2 separate regions of the Mus musculus genome follow, and region 1 is linked to region 2. A link is a contact called in public promoter capture Hi-C data. All regions are on one chromosome and are shown on one strand. The core of a region is the stretch at or near the end of the contact, and the rest is flanking DNA. Distances in the headings are between cores, read along the strand shown. Region 1 holds the start of Nell1 (NEL-like 1). Region 2 holds the start of Dbx1 (developing brain homeobox 1).

The links. Promoter capture Hi-C pulls out the DNA fragments that hold promoters and counts their contacts.
Region 1: a promoter capture Hi-C map of embryonic stem cells shows a contact between it and region 2. The contact joins the promoter of Nell1 here to the promoter of Dbx1 in region 2. A contact is called at or near these places in 9 of 39 promoter capture datasets (the 3T3-L1 cell line, the HPC-7 cell line, embryonic stem cells and 3 more), 14 of 484 Hi-C or Micro-C datasets (all in embryonic stem cells), 4 of 115 datasets of contacts at active chromatin or transcription factors (all in embryonic stem cells) and 1 of 9 other capture datasets (embryonic stem cells).

What each region holds. Positions count from the first base shown.
Region 1 is chr7:49,972,402-49,978,244 of GRCm38.p6, forward strand. Nell1 (NEL-like 1) reads left to right here and starts at 2,949. Exons shown (of 20, transcript NM_001037906.2): 1 at 2,949-3,042. The coding sequence starts at 2,988.
Region 2 is chr7:49,634,789-49,640,771 of GRCm38.p6, forward strand. It overlaps Dbx1 (developing brain homeobox 1), which reads right to left and starts at 2,047. Exons shown (of 4, transcript NM_001005232.1): 1 at 1,561-2,047; 2 at 839-940. The coding sequence starts at 1,927. It overlaps Gm45985 (a long non-coding RNA gene), which reads left to right and starts at 5,069. Exons shown (of 2, transcript XR_001778125.1): 1 at 5,069-5,106.

The DNA.
Region 1 (5,843 bases), core at 1,699-4,198, 340 kb after region 2:
TTGGTCATCATTACAGCCATCACTAAGGAATTTTCCAAAATATATAATTCACGTACTCCATGATTTACCAAAGTACACAATTCAATGTTTTATATATATAGTGATATCTCTGAGAGCCATATACCCATCAACTTTTTACCATCATGATTTTATGGTTCCCCTAAAGTAAACCCTACGTTCTTTAGCCATCATTCTCCAGATCCTCCTCCTACTCACTCCTCATCCAGAGGCAGCCACTCATCAGCTTCCTGTTTCTATGCATTTGTTTTTTTTCTGGAGACGTCACAGAAATGGACTATATGCCAACAGAAATCCACTGGGCCTATTCTCTGCTGGACCAACAGGTCTACCGCCCGCCCCTTCCCCACGTCCCCACTCAGGAAAGCGTGTACTTACCTGAGTGGACTGAGGTCCTTAGTTATCTAGGGAAGATTTATGAGCTTGTTGAGATTAACTCTTGTTACTGCTAATGGCTGCGAAGCTGCAGAGCTACGACAGAACATATGTCTCACTTAATTTTTTAAATGGAACACGCTGAAACCCTCATCCCACAGGACCAGCTACACAGTCTTGACGATTAGGGTTCAAAAGATACAAGTCCCCTGCTGGGACCACTGTGCCTCTTAGGGCTTCTGGGATTTCTGAGATCAAGAAAAGGGGACTAGGAAAAGCACTTCAGAGCCCCTAAAGGCCATAGAAGTGCATTTATACTGAGGGAGAGTTGAGGGTGGGACATGGTTCTCACAATATATAGCTTGGCATCCGGAGTCCTTACTTAGGAGGCCCAGTGAAACATGGGAAATCTAGTTTTCTGCAAGGGGTGTGTGTGTGTGTGTGTGTGTGTGTGTGTGTGTGTGTGATTTTAATGTTGGCATCACGTGCAGCATGCTCCAGGAGGAAGAGAAAGCCTCGACTCTGTAATGAAGACACAGGAGGAAGGGTCTGCTCTGGGGCCAAGTTGAATTTTGAGAATTTTGGAGAGTAAAGGGCTATGGAGACAGATTAGTTGGTAGACTGCTTGCCCAGGATGCACAAGGAAGCAGGTCCCATCCCCAGCACTACATAAACTAGGTGGCCCAGACATATAACCCTAGCATTTAGGAGATGAAGGGACAGGAGGTTCAAGGTTCAAGGCTAGCTCCAGATACATAACAAAGAAAATATTTGGGAGCTGAAATAAAGTTCAGTTGACACAAGGATCCAGGACACATGTCACAATAGATTGTAATTTCAGCAGCAGTGCATCCAACATTGTCTTCTATCTTCCAGGGGCACACACACACACACACACACACACACACACACACACTCTTAAAAGCTGGAGAGTTAAGCCTTGACATCCACTCTGTAATGGCCCAGTTCAGCTGCATTGCAGTGGGTACTTCTCAGGCTGATTTATCTTTCATGATTTCTTTCTTCACCTGCCGGGGAAGGTACGAACGGGGAGCAAATGGGCAAGGGGGTGTATACAGAATGTCCTGAAAAATAGGATCAAGGTCAGAGGACCATGTAGGTTAAGACCTTTCCTCTTCATAAACTGTGCAACTAAATTGGTGACCCCCCACTGGACTCCTGGGGTCAAAGGTATGTGAAGTAAAGGCCCTGGGAGCACAGAGGATGGGCAAATGCCAGAGAGAAACCCTGGAAAGAAAGCAGAGCTCTTTTGTTGAACTCTTTCCCCCCCCCCCCCTCTGGGATCTGGGAGGTTGTTATGAGTTTAAGTATCTCAGAGTAGTATTGGATGTTGGGGGAAGCTGGAGCCATAGATGGAGCCACAGGACAAGCTGGGGTGCGGGAGGCTTCGAGTCACATGGCATGAACATGTAAGCTGGAGGTACTGACCTTTCAGGTTCTGTGACTGCATCATCTCTAGATAGACTGAAGCACACAGTACAGGGACCCTAGCGGGGCGGCCCCAGTAGCAGAGGGTACACTAGACAGGAGAGACTCCTCTGCTTGTCCACTGGTCGCCAGCAAAGCCCAGCTTTTCTCTCTACAGAATGGTGTTCCAGTAGGGGTTTCCAAAGAAAGGAGAGAGAGAGAGAGAGAGAGAGAGAGAGAGAGAGAGAGAGAGAGAGAGAGAGAGACCGAGACCTAAACAGCGGGTTTTGGAGAAAACCATCCAGAAAGTCACACAACAGCCAAAAAAAAAAAAAAAAAAAAAAAAAAAAGGTTTAGAAGGTTTAGAACTTCCCCTATGTGGCAGCATTTGGCCTGTAGAACGAAGCTAGCAAACACTTCTTAAATTCGAGCCATAGATTGCTCTAAGCTCAGGGACTCCCACCTCAACACCCTCAACCAGCACTCTTAAAAGCTAGTATCCAGTCACAAGAGCCTTTGGCTGGGACTAGACAGCAAGTACAGGTGGCGGTTGGGGACTCAGGCATCATCCGTCCCCTGCCCCCTCCTCCGCCCCCACCTGCTCCTCCCCACCCACTTGCTGGAGCGAATCGGTAGTAGTTATTTCCCAAGGAGGTGCTGGGAGCACTTCTCGACACCGCCTAGGTCTGGTTCCCCTAGGGAACAAAACCCACGCACGCAGGCTGGGCGGCTTCGGACCCGGCCTGGATGAACTGTTGCAACTTGGGCAGCCCGCAGCGCGGCGCAGTGGCAGAGGCGGGGGCGTGAAGCCGTGAGGCGCGGGTAGCCGGGATCCTTGCATCTCCGGAGTCCAGGAGGCGAGCGGAATCCGCACAGACTCCCAGGGCAACCTGCGGGAGTGGCGGAGCCCCGCGCTCCCGCCCTAGCTCAGGGGGAGCGCAGCTGCAGCAGGGTTTAGGGCCCCAGCCCCGTGCCACCGCCACCCGCGGTGGAGGGTGGGCTGGGGGCGGGGCAGTCGGGGTTGCTTTCCCGGGCGCCGCCGAGCCACCTCCCCTGCCGCCCGCTAGTAAGTTTGGCCGCTTCGAGCCCACAGAGCCGCGGCTTTCTGAAGCATTGGTTTCTTGCTGGCGTTGGTGCGCCCTGCTTGGCGGGGGGCCTCCGGAGCGATGCCGATGGATGTGATTTTAGTTTTGTGGTTCTGTGTGTGCACCGCCAGGACAGGTAAGCAAGGCTGGGCATTAAGCGGGATTTGGGGGAAGGTGGTGGTGATGATAGTGCTGCTCCCGACTGCTGTAACCCGGGATTACTCTGTCTAGGAGAGACTCGGAACCTATCTCTGACGGGCTAGAGAAGGGCAGCAGAGTGCTTGGGTTCTGATTGCCCAGCACAGCTCGGGGTAAAAGCGCTAGAAAAGATGCCCGGGCGAGTGTTCTCTTCCCCGGGGACGCAGCAGCGGGCATTCAGTATGCGGGGTGCGGCCGGGTGGTCGCAGCCTTGTGTGGCTAGCAAGCAGCTTCCCGGTTCTAAGGAGTCAGAACCCGCTGCAGCGTGGCCAGAGATCCTACATCCTTGAACTTGCAGGGTGCGGTGGCCAAGGGTGTCCCCGAGCCGCGGGAGTTCCACCCGCAGAGGGAGCGCGTGCGGCAGGCAGGCGCGGCCAGAGCCGGGGGAGCCAGACGGCGCACGGGAGAGGGCTGCGAGGAAAGGGGGGACCCGCGAGCTCTTCCGTGGTTCCCACATGGCTCCCAGAGGGAACTCCAGGAGTGGTCTCCTGTCAGCTCCCTGCCCAAACAACTAAGCGAACAATTATTAGGAGGTAAATTGGACCAGTGGAGACGACAGAAGATTTTCTCAACCTCTAAACCGTGTTCCTCCTGCTGTCATCCAAGATTGTGGGGTGGGACCCGGGGCCAAGGAAACTGGCCTGATGACCAAGTCCCTATAGAATCTGCCTGCTGGAGGTGCGGTTGTGATGACCCTGAGGCGCACTCCACTCTTTCCTCTTCCACGGGGTTCCCTGACTCCGGGTCCCTGGGGTTCAAGAATGTAGCCTACTTCACCAAGCTTGCAGTAGTTGTCAGGAGGCAGGGGCGGGGTTAGGAAGGGTAGGAAGCAGATCAACAAGGCAGACAGGGGAAGAGATAGTTCTTGGTAGCCAGACATCAGATTCATTGCCCACAGACTTCGGATCCCTAGAATGGACGCATAGGCATTCCCTGTCCCCATGTCGGCGGCCCTCCAGTACCTTCATTCCCCACTCTAGAGGTTCAGTCTCCTTCCCAAGCCAGACAGCTGGTTTACGTTTAGAGGACTGAGGAACACACCCCTTCTTTAGTCGACTTAAAAAGTTCCCATCCCTTATGCCCCAGACTCCCCACTTTGGCAGGCAGTTAGGGGTCTGTGAGCTTCTAGCCTCCCCTCCCTTACTTCCCAGGACCGAAGTGGACTAAGGTTTTCCTTTGCCTAATCCCAGTGAGACGGGGAAACCTTTCTCTAGGGACAAAAGAACCTGAGTGTCTTTCCGGAACTCCCTTCGCAGCCAATAGACCCAAGGCTAAGTGGCGCTTACTACAGTTGCTCCTTGCAATTAGAACTAGTTCCAGGAAGATGAGGACATGGCCTACTAGTGCTGGGCTACCGGTGGGGAGGAGGAGAGTGTTGCTGGGGACATCCTACAGGGAAAGGGAAGATAGGGAGAAGACAGATGGCGAAGGAGCAGCCTGATGACCATTCCATATCATTCCAGATTAGGACCCAAGTGCTTACATCCTTTGTTTTCATTACTCTTTTGAAGAGTTGCCAAAAACTGCTCATGAGCTTCAGGCTGAGTTTCCACTATACTTCAGTTTCTGACGTGAGGTCTTCCCCCCTCCCTACAATCCTAGCTCCCTTTTACATCTTGAACAGTGGGTGGCTTATTAGGTGCCACACACACACACACACACACACACACACACACACAGAGAGAGAGAGAGAGAGAGAGAGAGAGAGAGAGAGAGAGAGCGCACGGGAGAGAGAGACAGACAGACAGAGACACACACACACACACACACACACACACACACACACACACAGAGAGAGAGAGCGCACAGGAGAGAGAGAGAGAGACAGACAGAGACAGACAGACAGAGAGAGAGAGAGAGAGAGCGAGCACGGGAGAGAGAGACAGAGACAGAGACACACACAGAGAGAGACAGAGACACAGAGAGAGAGACAGAGACACAGAGAGAGAGACAGAGCTGACTGGAGAACTTAGAGCTTTGCTGAGAATCTTGGTAGAAACCAGAAAGCATTCTTGTTACACTGTGTGATGTGGGGGAGAGGTGGGCTGTGAGAAATTGGGGTCATGGGAGTGAAGTTCTGGTTACATGGTAGAGAGGATGATCACCTACCTGTAAGGCTTTGCCCAGGCAGTGAGTTGTGTGAGTTGTGCCTTGATGGCTCTGGAGGAATAAAGTGGAATGTAGTCAGGCCCCCCAAAAAACCCTGGACAAAGACAGAATGGATCTAAGATGTAGCTCCCCAACCTGTCCCTAAGCTTGGTACAAGGCCAATCCTTGTGCTTCCTGGTAGCAATTACTTGATTGCCTGAGGCTGCATATTTTTCATACATAAATTGTTGGAAGAATTAAAGAAATGGAAGAAATTATGCCTTGTGGGTTTGCAGTTTCTTGTAGCTGGAGAGAGCATTGTGTTCGGTTTCTGGAAGCAGCCCCTTTGGTTTTGCCCAGGAAGCCCCATCTCCATCCCTTACATCCATCTTTGGGTTTAGAAGGAGGCCGGCTGGAGATTACTGTATCAGGATCCAAACAGCTGCTTAGAGAGTTTATTTGTCAAGTGAGACAATTGTTGTCTGGGACATTACCAGTCCTAGATGAAGTAAACATGTGGCCCACTTAGCTACTCAGATATCACCAGCTTTTAATGGAAATGAATAGATGCTATCAGGCACATTTTAATTAAAGCAAGACTGCAGTGCAGGGGTAGCTTCAAAAGGCAGGTGTTATGAGGAAGCTGCTCAT
Region 2 (5,983 bases), core at 797-3,296:
GTCCTGGTCTTGCCCTGCCCCCACCCACTGCACTTTGGCTCTGGTCCCTTCTTGTCTAGGGGGCTTCCCTGCTTTTTAAAGCAGCTTTAAAGTGTTCGAGGCAATGCTTGAACACTCGTAGTTCTCAGCATGAAAACTCTTGAGGGTGCTTCTTCGCCTGTAGACTAGGACCCATAGCGGGATTCTGTCAACTGTTTCCTTTTTACAGAAAGAGCCCACCGGCATGATATAGGGTTGGGAAATCAAATTGGCAAGATAAGGTTGGGGTCGCGGGAGGATCTAGACTTCCTACCCTTAGGTAACCCCCAAGCATCGCACACAAGAGGGCACCCCATGCGGTCTTGTGGAGGGAAAAAAAAGCAGCCCTGAATGAATGTTAACAGGAAATTAGCTGCGGCTGGTAGGTGTTTTTCGGCGGCGTGGAGGGGCGAGGGCCGGTCTGCGTGTGGCTGCCGGAGGAGCTGGCCAATTGGTCACGGTGCTGAGACCTTTGTGGCGAATGGTGGCCAAGTGCACCAACTCTGTGGGAAACGGCGGCATGAAGGGATGCCAACAGCTCCTCGCCGGGAAGGGAACCGCCTCAAATGTGGACCATGACAATTCTTGCTAATTTGTAGAGCAGGGAATTGGTGCATAGTGTCAAGCAGTCACTGCTTGTGCTAAATGGGGTATCAAATTGGCGCGACGGATTCGTGAATGTTGTACGCCTCGCAACCTCTGAACCAGAGCGTAACCCCGAGGGGTGGACGGAGAAATACGACTTCGGGGTAGGGAGCGACCGGCCGGGACTGGAACGGGCTGTCCAGCCCGGAGCGGGAAAAACACGAAAGAGACCTACCTGGGAAATAGGAGGATCTGATAAAGGGTTGGAACGAGCCTTCGAAGTATGGAAAGGCGAACGTCTTGGGAGGAGGGCTCTGCAGCAAAGCGGGCGAAGTTTCTGGTAGGGCGAGGGAAGAGAGAGAGAGAGAGAGAGAGAGAGAGAGAGAGAGAGAGAATGAATTTGATCATGTGTTTGAATACTGTGTGGAGCATCGCGTACACGATCTAATTCACACTGCAGCAGGTATCAGAGGCATCTTTTAGAACGTATTCACTAAGTAAAATAAATTTGCGCAGCGTCGTCTCATTTGTGCCCCCATTTCATCACCATTCCAGAGACTTAGGAAAATAGGGAGGGGTGGGGTGGGCTATTGCAGATCTATCCATAATAGTACAAACCAACACAATAAACGTACTTGTTGGGTTTAAAGCAAAAAGTCTCTTTCCTAGTCTTGAGGGCGGGAACGCAGGCACCAAAGCGCGTGCGCTGAGACGCCCGACTAAGGAACTGCACTCACTGGCCCGGGGCTCAAGTTCATTTTGAGGATACTCGTAAGGCCTGAGACTTTTCTTCCCCTTAAAACCTCAGTACCATCGTTTCATAATCAGTAACCTGGCCCTTGAGGTCTGAGTTCCTGCGTGGAAATGTGCACTAACAAGCGCGGAGGAACAAGTTTGTGAAGGATTGAGTGGCTGTCAGGCCGCGGAACGCACGTCGAGGGCACGGCTGTATCTTACCTCTTCTAGGCGCCGAGGAAAGGATGGCATTCACCCCAAACTTCAGAAACGTGGGCTCGCTGGCAGGGGAGAGGGCGGTCTGTGGAGAACTGCCTCGCCGGCTCCCGGACCCAGGAGAGCCCAGGTCTGAGGTCCCCGAGTCGGCGAGGGCTGCAGGGGCCTCTTGACTGGGGGGTGACAGGCTGGCAGCGGGTATGCTGCGGGACAGGTAGGTGGGAGGCCGGCTGATGCGGATCAAATCTTCTACTAGGAAACTAGAGTGGCCGGAAAATGCGGATTGAAGGGACTGGGGCAGTGTTAAGGTGGGCGTGGGTCGCAGGAGGCTAGGGTATCCCGCGGGAGGCGCAAGGAGGCCGGGGAACATCATGGTTAGAGCGGGTCTGGCAGTAGCTCCCTTTCCCTGGGCCGGAGGGCAAGCGCCTGGCTTCCCGCCCCTCCCCCGATGCCCTCTTTGGCTCAGTATCCTGGTAACCGTCCTACTTGGGCGTCTGCGAGTCTTCTGTGGCTCTCCGGTCCAGGAGATGGTTTTATAGTGGCCCGCCCGCTCCAGCTCTTTGAAAACTGACAGCTCTGACAATGAAGTTCAACAAAGTTCTCCACTCGGGCTTCATTCGCGGGAGGCTCCAGGCTCTCTGATTGGTTCAGGGATGCAATTTATGATTGGATTAGTCTTCATAAGCATGGCCCTCACAATGGGGCGGCAACAAAGGCCGGCGCTCATCAACGCTGTGCATCGACGGCCTCTCTGCTATACAGTGAGTCCCCAAAGCTCTCGCTGGAGGTTTTTGTTCTGAAGCAACACCCGGGCTAATTAAATGCCTATTTAGAAGTTTCAGATGACATCTTGCCTCATAGAAAAGGAATTATTTAAAGAACGCACTAAATTTATCTGCGGCCTCCTGCTGAGACTAGAAAATAAATCAATAAATATTCATAGAACTACATCTCCAGGCTATCGGTAAAATAACTCTCCCTTGTGTGTGAGGGGCCGTGTGGAAAATTTCAAGCCCTTAAGTATGAAAACATACCGGTCTCCAGCTATTTCTCACTCAATGGGACTCGTAGAGCAGATGCGAGGGATGGGTTAGAAGTCCCACTCCCACACCCAGGGAGACTTGGAAATATAGAAACTCCGGTGCCATCCGATGACAGTCCGTCAGGGTTGGGAAGATTTGAGGGGTGTTGTTTTGTTTTGTTTTGTTTCCGGAGAATAGTTGAATTCCAAAGTTAGTGGGAAAACTATTTATTTCTAATTCCCAATAACCTGAAAAGAGGAAGAGAGGGAGGGAAGGAGTGAGGGAGCAGGGAGAGGGGAGAGGGAGAGAGAAGAGAGAGGGGGAAAGAGGAGGGAGGGAGGGAGAGAGGGAGAGAGAGAGAGAGAGAGAGAGAAGAGAGAGAGAGAGAGAGAGAGAGAGAGAGAGAGAGAGAGAGAGGAGAGAGAGAGGAGGGAGGGAGGGAGAGAGAGAGAGAGAGAGAGAGAGAGAGAGAGTGTTTTCAGAGAACTTCTTTGGGACTCCGCCCAGAGTGCAAGGCCGTTCACTTGAAGGAGGAAGGAGCCTGGCAGAGCCCTGAACCTAACCGGGCTGGGAATTCCACTTGGGAAGGGCTCAAAACCTTGAGAGCTCCGTTCCTCCGGTAGCTAGCGCAAACCTGTCAGGGTCTCTTTTTCCCAACCTTTAGAAACATTGACGTTCACCACCTAACTCTTTGTTTAAGCCAGAGAGCCCTTGAAAGTTCAGACACAACTCCAGCTATTTCGAGGCGCTTAACTCCTGCACATTTATTTGTGCCAGCTTCTGGGTTCACTGCAAGGGAGCAATGAATAAAAATTACGAGGAAGAACTAAGTTCACACAGGGAAAAGGGTTTCCTAAGTTTAATGTCTCCAACCAAAATCCTGGAGAGCCTCTCTTGGCTTTCGTGTGATGGTGCTGAGGTGGCTCTGAGCCTCCACTGCCCGGTTTCTGGCTCGGCGAGATGACAGATGTGTTAAATGTCCCATTCATTTCTTTAGTGCGATTGAACCCTCCCCCAAGAGAAGTGTGCAGCCCTGCCAGGCTGCCCTGATCCTATTAGCCATGAACTAACTGTCACTTTCAGCTGGTTTTCCTTTTTGCTTTTTAACACAAAGCTTTCTCCAAAAAAAAAAAAAAAAAAAAAATCTTATTAACCAGCCTATTTCTTTCGATGGTTTTGTTCAGGACGTTTTGTGTTGATGATCGCCATGTCGCTGCTTTAACCATTCATGGAAGTGCATCTGCGATTTATATCACATTAAACCAGAAACCGAGCACACTAAAGCTCTCCCTTGATTCAAATTAAAAAGTTATTTAGGGCCAGACTCTGGGGGTGAATTCATGCTTGAAGACTGGTGAAACTGCAGAGTTTCTGAACCCAGGACTGTTCCTGTGTTAGGAGGAAAAGCCTTCTAGAATGACCAGATCAAAAAAGTGGCCATTTAAATATAGACGTGGCACGGCAGGATTGTGTACGTGCAAGATCTGTTGGGGGAGTTTTGAAAGTTCTTTTTAAAAGTTCTTCAGCAAAATAGACTAAAACCCCCTTTTCTTCCTCTCCTCCTTCTCTCCCCCTTTTCTTTATTTCCTGTTTTTCCTCCCCAAACTCCTCCTCTCCTCCCTCCCTCCCACGCCCTTCTTATTCCCTACCCCTTTCCTTTACCGGCTCACTTCCCCCAACCCCCAGCCCCATCAGCACATCCGAGGTAGCTCGAAGTTCTGAAGATCCTTGCGACTATAGGTGCGGGAATTTCTATCCATCCGGTACTTCCTCCTCTTCGGATGAGCGGAGTTCAACCTCTACCTTTAGAATTCGCTAGGTTTCTGCCAAGAAAGAAAAGATTAGACAGCACAGTGGGTCTTCCCAGGTCCCGCCTCCCGAGGTTACTTCCGTGGAGGTGTGGTTTCTGCAGCCCTGGAAGGCTAGCTACCCTCCTCATCCTCCGGCAGTTTTGCTCTCCACAATCCAAACGTATCTAAAGCTCTGTTTTTACGAGGCCACCTTGACTCACTATAAGGTAGGTCTACCCGTTCATGATCCACATAGACCCTTTCCACTGGTGGCAAAGAGCGAAAGTGAGGGTTCGCGGAGGTGGGGGAAGCAAGGCTGGCCGCCATTGAAAGAACAAAATTAAATCCTAAGGGAGGAAAAAACAAAACAAAATAAAACAAAAGCCAGGAACGGATCTTACTTTAAAGTGATTTCTGAACGCGCCTTTTCAAACTCGTGGCCACCGAGGGCCACGCGCATGGCGGCCGCGCCTAAGTCCTGTGACTAATTCCATTTGACCTGAGCTTGAGGGGTTTTGTGAGTCCTGACATTCACTGTAAAGTCGTCGTTATCTTTAAGTTTATGTCGGAGAAAACATTCCCATTCTTAAACCGCACTTCAGCTTTCTGCCTTTCTCTTTCCAGGGAAGAAGGTGCACACCTTTAATCCTGGCATCCAATTGGTAAAGGCAAGAGGATCTCTGAGAGTTCGAGACCAGCCTACTCTAGGCAGTGAGTTCCAGGCTGGCCAAGTCTGCAAAGTAAGACCCTGTCTCAAAAAGCAAAACCAAAGAAAAAAGATAAGAGGAGACTCGGGCTAGGGGGTCAGGTCCTACTCTGCTTTGCAGCACCAGGCTGCTGCAGATCCAGCCCCAGCCCCAGGCCCTAGCCAGAGAAGCTGAGTGTCCCTTTTGGTTAGGCAAGTAAGTGCCTTTAGGACCTCCTGGCTCTCAACAGACCTCTCCAGCCGGGGAGTGTCTAGACTAAGGAAACTTGGGCCACCTGGCGAGGAGCTTCACAGCTCTCAGGGAATGAAAGTGGTGCCAGCTTCAGGGTTGCAGGATGCTAAGGCTGCCTTTTGCAAGCTGCAAACCCACAGGCTTTGGTCCTCCGCACCGCACTGGAACATGGAGAAAGTACACTAGAAGAGGCGGGCAGTTCCCTGAGTAGGAGGCTACAGGGACTTGCACCCACCCATCCCCACCCCCAACCCCAGGCTTCTCCCGGTCGGGAGGAGAATGCTGTCTGGACTGGCAACGGAGGAGTGCTCCAGGCACAGCCAGAAAGCGTTTCTACAGCTCCAGCCTCTATTAAGATAACGCTAAGGGGCTCACCTTTAGAATAGGCCCAAGGAGCTACCAGCGGCCCCAACCGTTTCTAGCACGCCCCCCTTCCTTTCACACTCGCTCCCCTCTTTTTCCTAGAAAATCCTCCTATTGTGCCAATCAAGCAGATGGTTTCTAGAAAATATAGCTTGGCCTCGCTGACCGAAACTAATTTTAACTAGCTTTCCAGGCCTGCAACGTTTGTTTTGCTCTTACAAAATAGCTCCCAAAACAGCTGGCAAGGGTGAATTAAACCCATTAAAGACACGTTTATAAGAAATTATATTCACATAGATTGCCTGAACCCCCTTGT